Linked DNA regions of Muntiacus reevesi: region 1 is linked to region 2. The links are chromatin contacts, called in public Hi-C maps. All regions are on one chromosome and are shown on one strand. The core of a region is the stretch at or near the end of the contact, and the rest is flanking DNA. Distances in the headings are between cores, read along the strand shown.

Region 1 (6,361 bases), core at 2,114-4,613, 190 kb before region 2:
ACAAATTACCCTCCTTTACCACACTTACAGAAATCCAAACATATTTATTTCAAATACAAATTCTATCGGATTCAAAAAAAATTTCACGGTTTTCAATAAAAGTTACATCAGCAGCCAAAAATATTCAATGGGAGTTAAAATTGTGTGATCAAAGCATTTTCTTCTTTCTCATTAACAAAAGGTACCCTTGAATGAGAGATAATTTATATTTCTGAATTATTTGCAGCTTCAATTAACACTTTGTTAAAACACATGCACATGGTATCAGGGCCCAAAGACTTCAAGTGGTGAAATTATTTCTTCTTTTAGTATCATTAACCAGCACATTGTGAAATTCTGTTGAAACAGCAGAAGCTCCCTTTTCCATGTAGCCACTCTGTCTGTCGCCTCACCTCTGACCTGCGTCATACCTGCCCTCTCACCCCAGAGCCAGCTGCACTGATGTCCCTGGATTATGCAATCCCAAGTGCTGCACACAGATGCCTGGAGCAAAGAGGTCAGTGCATTGACTTCTTTGCTGTTTTGAACCTGGATTTGAAATACCATGGGGTTGACTAACCTCTACAGAGAGCAGTGATGCATGACTCCAAAACTCTCTTCTCAAGAGGCCAACAGGTCCCTGGGGAATAGCCCTTAGGACGAACACTTTTATGATTTACTGGCAGTCAGGTGATTTTTCAATCTGTTCTCTGAGCTCCTGTGAGACGTTAAACCTTTTTACATCTACATATGTCTCTATTCCTAAAGCAAAGATAGCATATAGGGCCACCACTATAAGAGGTGATTTTTAATAAAATTTTATGAAGGGAGATATTATGGAGCTCTTTCCAGGAGAAAGGGTTTCTGCAACCCTCTTGCTTTTCAGAGGAGGCCTTCTGGGAGGTATTACTGTAGAGCGTAGCAGTTAACAATATGAACTCTGAGCCCCAGCTCTCCTCTTAGTAACTGCACAACATCAGTTAAGTCACTTGACCCCTCTAGGCCTCAGTTTCTTCACCTGCATCATTTTCCTGGCCATGCGGTAGTAAGCAAGACAGCAAGTGGAGAAGAAAACAGGTGAGAGTTTGTGCAAAAACGCAACTTTGTAGATAAGAGGTTAAAAACATGCACCGAAGTTTCCTGATTGCTTCTTACATTTATAGAATTGAGGCTAAGGGTTGTAAAGGAGAGGTGAGAGAGAGAAGAAATGTAAAAGCCTTGGGGAGAATGATGAGAGTTAAGGTGCTAAAGCAAGACAGGACAAAATGTCAGGAGACCCTGATCTGGAGTAGAAGCAGCACTACCCACCCCACCCCCCCACCCCCCATGCTGGATTGCTACTGCAGGCTCCCACAGCAGCGGGATTCAAAGAAGGCCACGATGCTGTCATGTGATAGCTGAGGTTTAGAAAGGTTAAATGACTCACTGAAGGTCATGGAGATTTTAACACGAGTGTCCTTGCTCCAAGTCCGGAGCTCTTTTTAATCTGTAACAGGAGGTCTAAGCCCGCCTCTAGTTAGCTCCTTTGGGCCTCATGTTTCTGGTTTGCAAAAGCCACCAGGCCAGGTGCCACAGAAAGTGCCAATCCTTTAGGACATTATACTGAAGGTTCTTCTCACTGGTTATGCTGCATGTCACTGGCCAAGTCGATGAAATGCCCTCGCTTGTTTCTGTAATTAAATTATGCTCTGGAAGCTTGAGTTCCAAAGTGCTGATTCTGTGAGAAGATGATGGTTTTGTGCTGCATTGAGAAGGGCTCCCATGCATGTATCAGGAGGTCTAACACCCTCACAGCACTTCCTCACCATCCCCACTCAGGTCTATTCAGCTGGGCATTCATGTTTAAGCATTGACATGTATTCAGTCACTCAGTTGTATCCAACTCTTTGTGAACCCATGGACTGTAGCTCACCAGTCTCCTCTGTCCATGGGATTCTCCAGGCAAGAACACTGGAGTGGGTTGCCATTTCCTCCTGCAGGGGATCTTCTGGAGCCAGGGATCGAACCCATCTCCTGAGTTGCAAGCAGATTCTTTACCCACTGAGTCACCTGGGAAGCCCTAACAGAAGTCACCTCAAATATTTGTCACTGGCCCTCACCAAAAAAAAAAAAAAAATCAGGCTTCCCAGGTGGCGCTAGTGGTAAAGAACCTGCCTGCCAATGCAACATAAGAGACATAAGAGAACCCATAAGAGACATGGGTTCGATCCTTGGGTTGGGAAGATCCCCTGGAGAAGGAAATGGCAACCCACTCCAGTATTCTTGTCTGGAGAATCCCATGGACAGAGGAGCCTGGCGGGCTACAGTCCATGGGGTCACAAAGAGACACAACTGAAGGGACTTAACACTTAGGATGCAGTCACCAAAAATCACTTAAGTTACACTGGCAGTAGTCCAACACCACATTCAAACAGGGCAGAAATGTAAAAGAAAAATGATAGCACAGTTTAAAGAAGAAAACAAGGTGTAGAAAAGGAAAATGAATTCATGACGTCTGAACCAAAGCACCAAGCCCATGACTGTTAATGGAACAGCTGTGAGTCACAAATCAACACCCTCCCAAATGAGTGAGTCTTTGCCTGGGACACTAGAGAAAATTCCTTTACTCCCCGTGCACAACAGAAACCTTGAACTGTGCTTTTTAATAAAATGCCAAAGAAGTGCACAAATAGTCTATAATTCATTGTGCTTAGTCATGCGCTTAGTCGCTCAGTCGTGTCTGACTCTTTTCGACCCCATGGACTGTACCCGGCCAGGCTCCTCTGTCCATGGAATTCTCCAGACAAGAACATTGGAGTGGGTTGCCATGCCCTCCTCCAGGGGATCTTCCCAACCTAGGGATGGAACCCAGGTCCCCTTCATTGCAGGCGGATTCTTTACTGTCTGAGATACCCATTGGAAACTATTCTTTAAAAAGACAAGAGTTAAGTTTTCATTGGTGGGTGTGCTTTCCCCAAATGTCATCGGTGTAGGTTTCCTCGTGGAAGGCGGAATGGGAAATGTTTGGGGTTTTGTTTTTACCGGCAATAAGCGAATGTACTTTTCATCACTACCATTTCAGCACTTTGGGGCTCAATTATAACAAAATGAAGGTCTGAGCCCCGAGTGCCAGCCAAGTCAACATCCTTCAGACTTCAGTCACTGGTCTAACTCCAGGTACCCCCAGCCCCAGCCCTGAGATCGAGCTAGATACGAGCTCACCGCGGACCTCCGGGAACCGAGCCGGCAGCAAAGCGACGTGGAGGCCCGAGCTCCCAGCCGGCCCTCCCGCCCCGCCGCCCGGCCGGCTCCTCCCGCTCGCGGCCCCCAGCGGTCCCGGAGCCCGAGCGCGCCGCCGCGCCGCGCCGACTTCCGCTTCCCTGGCCGGCGGGCGGGAGGCGCTGCAGCCCCGGGCCCGCGCCGCCCACGCCGCCCGCCCCGGCCGCAGGGGCGCTCCGGAGCCCCGGGGGCCGCCCGCCGGCGGCAGTCGGGCGCGGGAGGCGGGGCTGGAGGGCTGGGCTGCGGCCGACGTGGGTGTTAAGCGGCCACCCCCGCCGCCGATCCAGAGCCGAGAGCGGGCGGCGGAGCGCGAGCAGGACGCGGTGGTGAGCGCAGCCCGGTCAGGCGCTCGCGGCTGCTGGGAACCGGCCGGGAGGGAGCGGGGAGCGGGCGGGCCTCGGCGCCCGGGCGGCGTGACCTTCCCGGGCGGCGGGGATCCGGAGTCCCCGGGCCCACACGCGCCGCCCACGTGCCCGGGGATCCCGCGGGCGCCCCTTTCCCGCGCTCGGCCCTGGACTTCCCCGTAGACCCTCGGGCCCCGCGGCCTCCTGCGCGCCGCGGTCACCGCCCGGGAAAGCTTGTCCTCCTTTGCCCTCCTAGTCGTGTCACCCAGCCTCCTGGCTCCGCGCGGCGCCGGGCAGGGCGGAGGCGCGTATGAATGGGAGGCTCGGGCTGGTTGCTGGGCAGAGTCAGCGGGCGTTTAGAGTCGGGAAGAAGTTGGAAGTCGTCTCCCTAAGCTACCCCTTTGGGCGGACCGGGATCCCGAGCCCCTGAAGCCGGGGCTCCGGTCTCTCGGCTGCTAAGTGGCGAGACTGGTTTGCATCCTTGCGCCCGTGGGGCGCCCCTCTCTGGGCGCTCTGATGGCAGGCGGCCTCCCGCCACCCCAGCTTCGGCCTGAAGCTGGAATCTTCCCTAAGCTGTGATCTGGTGGGGGAAGGCGGGGGTCCTCGGATTCTCCCGCACGAGAAACAAATTTCCCCGAGGAATGGGAAATGTACATGGTCTTCTGGAGTGGGACTCCGGTGTAGTTTCAAGTGTAGAAAGAAGGATAAAGGGACGCCCGCAAGGTTCAGTTTTTCTGTTTCTGTTGGTACCGAAGGCTCATGAATTAGTTTCTCAGGTTGATCAGTCCTGCCGCCCTCAAACCATATGTCTTCCTCAAACCAAAGTCACGCATAGTTTGAAACAGTTGCTCATATCTTCTGAGTTAATCTCAGTTCCCATCACTGTTAACAGTCCTAATAATTCTATAAGTAGTTATGTGCAGGAGTTGATGTGTTTAAGTCTGACTTGCCTAAAAGGGTTAAATTCGCGTTGATGACATAGTGCCATCTGCTATGCCCCTTTCTTTCTAAGGGAGAAATGTACCCTCCTGCCCACCCCACCCCCGCAAATGAACCCCTTTGGATGCGCCCCATCTGTGGCTCCTTTTCCCTCTAAAATGCAGGGTGGAGTGCTTTGTTTTCTCCTTTTGACCAGGTGGGAATCCTCTGGAATTAATTATTGGTCGATAAGCACAGACCCAAAAGGCAAGACTTGGGTTGAATGCTGTTTGCGCAGACTTGTGTGACCTTGGATGAGCTGTTGCCGTCCTCTGGCTTCAGTTTTTCCATTTGGAAAAGGAGGAGATTGGATTAGGACCCTGATATCCTTCTCTCCATACTGGATGGTCCCCGTCTTATCAACATTAGTAATTGGCACTGCCCTTCCAGACCTATAGGTAACATAAAGTTGGTGGTTTTTATGTCTGAGTTAATTGCTTTATAAAGTGCTGTACTTTTGTTGTTGCTAGTTTTAAAACTTTTTTTTAAAGCGAGATTCTTGGTGTCTGGTCATTGACAACATACTTTAAGTGGCTGAAAAACTTCTTGGAGGCTAAAATTATTTTCTACTAGTGATTAGAGTGATGTTGGTATTCACAGAGCATCCAGCCCACCCACCCCCTCTGAGAGGTGGCCTGACCGGGTGTGATGTCTTAGGTGTGATGGTTAAAAAGTGTTCCTTGTTATTCACACGAAAGAATATTCTGTTAAAGAACCACCTCCTCTTTTCTAGTCAATATTTATTTAAGTCCTTGCCATGGCAGCAGTTGATTTTTTTTTTTTTTTTTTGTCTAAAGGTAGAAAAGTAGATCTGGTTTTCCCCAAGCTTCTAGACTCCAGCTCAAACCTACTGAATCAAGATCACCAGGAGATTGGCCTGGTTATTTGAATATTTAACAAGTGTCCCAGGTGATTTTTATCTAGCTAATTTGGGGGGCACTGGACCAGGTATTGCTATTAATATGGGTAATACCAGGCATTATAAACTTCATCTAGGAGCAGTCCAGGCAGGCAGCATTTCTGGTCCCACTTGAAACCAATCACATCAGAATGAGCCTTTTAATAAAGTCCCCAGGTGATCTGTGTGCACATTTATGTTGAGAAGCTCTGGAGGGAAGTCTGATGACAAGAATATTTGGTGCTAATGCTTTGTAGTTCTAAGAACTCCTGGTGCGTATTCAGTTTATCATTGTATTTGTCCGATGTGGCTATTTCTGATTGCTCTCAGATTATGATAATGTAGACCGAGGCCTTGTATAGACAGGGACCTCCAGCTTTAGGGGCCCAAGGGGCCCCCCTGCTGGTGGCAGAGCAGCCAGTCAGACCCAGGCAGGTGTCACTTGGCAAGCTCCTAACTCATTACTTTTCAGACCTCCTGTTTTGTGGCATTCTCTCAGTTTCTCAGGCTGCTATCTGAATTTGGAACAGAACCTAGTGGACTGAGAGAGCAACCCAGGCCTCTGAAAAACTGGTTTGATGGGGCTTGTGATGTCTGCTTGGCTTGCTTGTTTGGCCTTTGTTTCTGAGAGTTTCAGAAAAGTTGGTTGAAGTGCCCTCATCTGTTGTTGGAGCAGTGATACTCAGGCAAGGTTTTCAATCTCTGTGCTTTTTATGGGGAGGTGGTGGGTGGGGAGAAGGGGAGGCTGATGACTGAGCTGCTCTGACCCCCTTAGCCCCCTCCTCTGGAGCCACGCAGAGCCAGTTTCCCAGTTCCGTGAGGTTCAAGTGCAGTAGCTGGGCAGCAGGCCTAGAGAAAGGGCGGCTGCAGAGGCCCGACTGATGGTGGGCTCTGGCTTCCTCCC
Region 2 (6,148 bases), core at 88-2,587:
TGGATTACCAGGCACGGCCTGTTCCATCACGCGACACAACAATCAAACCTCCTTTCCAACGTCTCTCCCGGACTCCGAGCAATCAACACACACAGAGCCTCTGGCCGAGGCGCCCCAGGAGAGGCGGGCTTTTCTCTTCGGAAATTCTTTCGGTTCGCCCGGCTCCCGCTACGGCCGGGACCGCCCTGTCCCCCGGGCTCCCCCAGGTCCCGGCGCCCGAAGCCACGCCCGGTTCGGGAGCGCAGGACACGGCGGCCTCGGGACAAAGGCGGAACCGGCCTGGCCGCCGCGATCGGGAGCGAGGACTCGGGGTTCCTTGCCCGCGTCCGCCGTGCCGCCCGGAGCGGGGGTCTCTCCCCGGGCTGGGAGAGGGGCGCCGCCCGCGCGCTCCCCCCGGGAGCCGTTCCCGAGTCGGGCCGGAGCCCGGCGCCGGGCGGGCGTGGACGGCGGGGGCGGCGCCGATCGGCGAGGCCAGCCGGGGAGCTGGGGTCGCGGAGCGAGGCCCGGCCGGCCGCCGCCCTACCTTCTCCTCGCCGTCGTAGATGCGCACCCCCCGCTGCTGGATCACCAGCGTCTCGTTGATCTCCAGGAGGCCGCTGGTCCACACGAAGCGGTCCATGGCCGCCGCCTGGCCGGCCTCCGCCGCTCGCCCGCGCTGGCGCTCCGGGACGGCGAGCCGAGCCGCCGGGCAGCCTGCGGCGCCCCCTGGCGGCGGGCGGGGCGGAGGCCGGCGGGAGGCAGCTGTCTGGCCCCGGAGCCCTGCGGAGCGCGCGCGGCCCCAGGGGCACTCGGGGACGTGGAGACGTGCTTGGTGCGCCCCCTGGCGGTCCATCGGGCACCGTCCCGGTGGGATCGTCCACCCCATCCTTTGTCCTTGTTGAGTCGCTCAGTCGTGTCGGACTCTGCGACCCCATGGACTGCAGCACGCCAGGCTTCCCTGTCCTTCACCATCTCCCGGAGCTTGCTCAAATTCGTCTCCATCGAGTCGGTGATGCCATCCAACCATCTCGTCCTTTGTCGTCCCCTTCTCCTCCTGCCTTCAATCTCTCCCAGCATCAGGTCTTTCCTAATGAGTCGGCTCTTCGCAGCCGGCGGCTGAAGTATTGGAGCTTCAGCTTCAGTCCTTCCAATGAATATTCAGGATTGATTTCCTTTAGGATTGACTGGTTTGATATCCTTGCAGTCCAAGGGACTCTCAAGGGTCTTTGTCCTCAGCCACAAACCCAGAGATTACAAGAGACTTTTAGGGAGCCCAGAACGCAGCTTGAACTTCCTGATTGCACACTATTCCTGCATATTTGTGCCGTTTTCTTGTCACTTCCCAGCATGCTGCCGTGTTCATTAAAGCCTGTCATTGAGAACTTTTTTCCCAGATGAATATTTATGACCTGATTTGTTTTCACACAGCTTCAATCAATATGTAAGTACTATTTTGAGAAAAGAGAAAAAAAGTACTATTTTGTGCCCCACTTTTTTCCCAATTAAAATCCTTTTCATTTAAACATTTCCAGTATTAAGACAGACTTCACAAATTTACTCTAGATAGTATTTCAGGACTATATAGATCTATTATAATTTACCTGTGGATGGTAAATTTACCACAGGTAAATATACCTGTGGATGGCAAACTAGTCCCTGACTGCCACTCCCACCTGCTGGGCCTTGGCATTTCTTTCTCTATCTTGCATTATAAATGAAGCACCTGTATTTGTACTTCTACAACTGATATGTATTTTCCCCTTTAGGATTATTTTCTTAGAGTGTCTTCCCAAAGTAGGATGACTGCTTTTAAGAGTTTGAACCCATGTTTCACAAACCTGCTATATATTGGGAACTTCTTGAGGCAGGATGTAGTACCACCAGCAAATTGTTCTTCATCCAAGCCAAGTTACCCTGGCTACATTAGATATTATCGTTTTTGTTATTTTTTTGCCACTTGACCATTTATTATTATTTTAATTAATTTATTCTAATTGGAGGATAATTACAGTGTTGTGTTGGTTTTGGCCATATATCAACATTAATCAGCCACAGGTATAGATGTGTCCCCCACATCCTGAACCCCTCTCCCACCTCCCTCCCCTCTATTCTTGTTTCTTCTTTTCACTTGCCGCTGAGACAATTTCTCAATACCTTTTAATCAAAAGATGATCTTTGTCCTGAAGAGTGGCTAACAGTGTGGACAACTCCTGCTCAGGAGCTGCAGAATATTCATTTACACCAAAGCGTACAGGTCAGGGGAGGAAGGGGTGTGGAGAAAGAGATGGAGAAGGAGCTGCTTGCTGATGAGGTAGGGAGACAACCAGGAGGGTGTGGGGTTCTGGAAGCCAAGAGAAGAGGGGGTACTGCGAGGAGGAAAGCTGGGCTGTGACAATTCTGCTGATGAGGCAGGTGCTGGAGGACTGATCCCGGCTTTTCTCCTGTGGACATTTTGGTGGCCTTGGCAGGAGTGGTCCAATGGAATGGTGGAAGAAAAAATCTTCATGATCTGATTTTAAATGAGAAAAAGAGGAGGGGACTTATAGACAGGGAGCATAGATGATCCTTTTGAGGAATTTTGCTGCCAAGAAAAGCAAAGAAATGGGTTGGTTTCTTTGCTCAAAAACAGAAGGGGAAGTGAGATTGCGTGAGAGTTAGGCTGGTTTTTGTTATTGTTTTGGCCTTGCCTTGCACCATGTGGGATCTTAGGTCCCTGACGGGGGATCGAACCTCTGCCCCTGCAGTGCCGCACAGAGTCCTAACCACTGGATTGCCAGGGAATTCTCAGAGTCCAGATCATTTCTTGATGCCCTTCCCAGTGATAAATTATATGATCTGAGTTTCTGGAAGATACAGTTTGGCTCATTACAACAAAATGCTTTATCCTACTTGGAAATTTCAACATGGGAAAGGACTGCCTCTGAAATCATCGATTTCTTTTCCAGGCTGTGCATGAGCATCAGCTACTGGAGACCCTAAGAGTGACACAAACTCGGATTGAACATCTGCAAGTCTCATAAAAGATGATTTTCAGAACCTGTGCAAATGAATGTGAAAACTTGTGCTGGGAGACCATGAACGTTCAAATTAACCCCAGAAAAGGATTTTTAAAGCCTAAAATTGGGAAAGTTATCAAAGAGTTAGCAAAAAAAGAAAACCAGAAAACACTTCTGGTCCAAACAGATTCACAGGTGAATTCTTTAAAACCTGGACAGAAAAAAATAATTCTTTTAGCAATTAAAGTTTTCTAGAGCATAAAAAAGGAAAGTTTCCAAATTCTGTTTGTGAAGCCAGAAAAACACTAATCCCAAAACTCAACAAAAATACCACAGGAATCTATACTAAAAAACAGTCACATTAGTATGAATGCAAAAGTTTATATTAAAATATTATTAATAGCAAAAATAAACAGAATAGTAAAAGAATGACAGCGCAATTCAAGTGCAGTTTATCCAAAGAGTACAAATACAATTCAATATTAGGAAAACTATTATTAAAATTTAACCTATTGAATATGTGTATATATATGGCTGAGGCTTCCCACGTGGCGCTAGTGGTAAAGAACCTGCCTCCCAATGCAGGAAACACAAGAGACTCAGGTTCGATCCCTGGGTCGGGAAGATCCACGGGAGTTGGAAGTGGCAACCCACTCCAGTATTCTTGCCTGGAGAATCCCATGGACAGAGGAGCCTGGTGGGCTACAGTCCCTGGGGCCCCAAAGGATCAGAGCACACACAGCACATGTATATGGCTGAGTCCCTTCACCATTCACCTGAAACTACCAAACTTGTTAACTGTCTATACTTCAATATAAAATAAAAAGTTTTTTTAAAAGTTAACAAAAAATTTAACCCACTGATAGACCACAGAAGAAAATTAAATGATCATCAAAGAAATTGTAAAAGACATTTGATGCAATTCAACACTGAGACTCTTGTCCAAAAATGCAGTTGAGCACAAGTTCCTTCCTTCCTTCCTCTCTTTTGGGTTCTTTTATTTATTTAGGTATAATTTATATACAATAAAACTTACCAGTTTTTAATATGCAATTTGATGAGTTTTAACTACCAATACATATGAGAGTGTGTGTGTGTAGCCATTGTGTAGAGAATATTACCATCACACCAGAAAGTTTCCTTGGATCCCTTTGTATTCAAATCCCCCACACATACTTCCTGGCCTCTAAGAATCACTGATCTGCTTTTTATCACTATTGTCTTGCCTTTTCTAGAATTTCATATAAGTGAAATTATAATGTGTGTAGTCCTTTGTATCTGACTTCTTAAACATAATGTCCTGTTTTTGAGATGCATCCATTGTCAGATAGAAAATACATATTGGTCTCTGCCCCAGGTACCTGGCATAGAACTGAAACCCTAGTAAATTCCATAGTGATGACAGCAATAGGAGTATATCTTGTTCTAATGAGAGGACTCTGGGTGGGCTCCTGGATGGCTCCTGAATGAGGGCTGATCACCAGAAAGACCAAGCCATGAATGGAAGCTTAAAATTTTCAGCCCTTCTATTTAGTTTCAAAACATTTCCATCACTTCAAAGTAAAGCCCCTAACACATTGTCTGTCCTAATTTCCCTCTGACTCCAGTTCTTGGCAGCCCCCAATCTGGGCTATGTCTCTTTGCGACCCCTTGGACTGTAACCTGCCAGGCTCCTCTATCCATGAAATTCTCCAGGCAAGAATACTGGAGTGGGTAGCCATTCCCTTCTTCAGGGGATCTGCCCAACCCAAGGATCAAACCCCGGTCTCCTGCATTGCAGGCAGATTCTTTACCGTCTGAGCCACCAGGGAAGCCCTATGTCTCTATGGATTTATCTGTTCTGGATATTTTATGTAAACGGAATCATACCATGTATGTGACCTTTTGTGGCTAGCTTCTTTCATTTAGCATAATGCTTTGGAGGGTCAAGTCACTTTTTAACTGTTCTGTTTTGTTAAACTGTTTTCTGTCACTTAATGGGAATCTCTGGTGACCCAACCTGTCCAGTGAAACTTTAGTAAATAATCAACAATATTCACAATAATATCTAAACAGCAGTGAGGTCTTAGGACTGGTGATAGTGCTGTTTGACTGTTGGTTCTCCCAAAGATGGCCTTAAGTATAGGCAAAGTTACACTAAAAATGGGATATTTCATCAAGAAAAAAAACAAAACTACAAAATATCCCAAACTAACCTCCCAAATTAATTTAGCAAGATTCTAGCATAAAATGCCTGAAGGAAAAAAAGCAGAGAAAGATGGGAAAAACTGACCACAGTTGACAGCCATCTGTGGAGGCCCTCTAACATGGGCAGGGAAGATTGGAATTACATCTTCCTGTCTCTTTCTCCACCTTTAAAATCTGACTGAAACATTCCAGCCAAACCTAGGTTAAATGATCAAGCAAGGCAGAGAAAAGGTATGATCACTGTACTCAAAACCAAAAAGGCACAGCCCAGAACTCTATCTCTCCACCCACTCCTCATCATTCAGAAAACCATCTAGGTCTAAATTATTTCATTTTGTCTCATCCATTAGGTGTTTGTGTTTTATGAAGTTAATATTTTTGGATGAGGACTGAAAGATTATGGCAGCACACTTAAACGTACAAATACACAAAATGCCTATGAGAAACGCTGGTTTTGCCTTCACAGGATTATAAAACAAGGGTTTATCCTCATTTTAAACTTTTCTCTTCCTCTCCTCTTTTTCTGATAATTGTGTAGTACATCTGATAATTGTGTAGTACAGAGGAAAAAGTGAAAGAAAAGTGTTAGTCGTTCAGTGGTGTCCAATTCTTTGCGACCCCTTGGGCTGTGGCCGGTCAGGCTCCTCAGTCCATGACATTTTTAGGCAAGAGTACTGGAGAGAGTTGTCATTTCCTTCTCCAGGGAATCTTCTCAGGGATGGAACCTGCGTCTCTTGCATTGCAGGAAGAGTAGACCCTCATTTCAGTTCCTCTTTGCAATCTGTGCCAACGTGGACGTGTAACTACTGAGCCTGATAACTTCGCAGTTGAGGGCGGTGATGCGGCAATGAATATTTGTGAAAGGGAAATACACACGCTCTGGGTACAGCAGTGGACACTTATAACCCTCAGTAAACCCACCAGACAACACTTTTCTCCTCTGCCTTCCTCAATGCAGTGTGAGCGTCTAAAGAAGAGCTCTATCT

The links. A called contact is a pair of places that touch in the nucleus more often than the background predicts.
Region 1: a contact with region 2 is called in a Hi-C map of muscle, with 6 times the contacts expected there. The contact joins the promoter of SLC25A15 here to the promoter of VPS36 in region 2. A contact is called at or near these places in 2 of 3 Hi-C or Micro-C datasets (blood and muscle).

What each region holds. Positions count from the first base shown.
Region 1 is chr11:20,298,996-20,305,356 of mMunRee1.1, reverse strand. SLC25A15 (solute carrier family 25 member 15) reads left to right here and starts at 3,363. Exons shown (of 7, transcript XM_065901941.1): 1 at 3,363-3,577.
Region 2 is chr11:20,105,669-20,111,816 of mMunRee1.1, reverse strand. VPS36 (vacuolar protein sorting 36 homolog) reads right to left here and starts at 1,337. Exons shown (of 14, transcript XM_065901885.1): 1 at 524-1,337. The coding sequence starts at 865.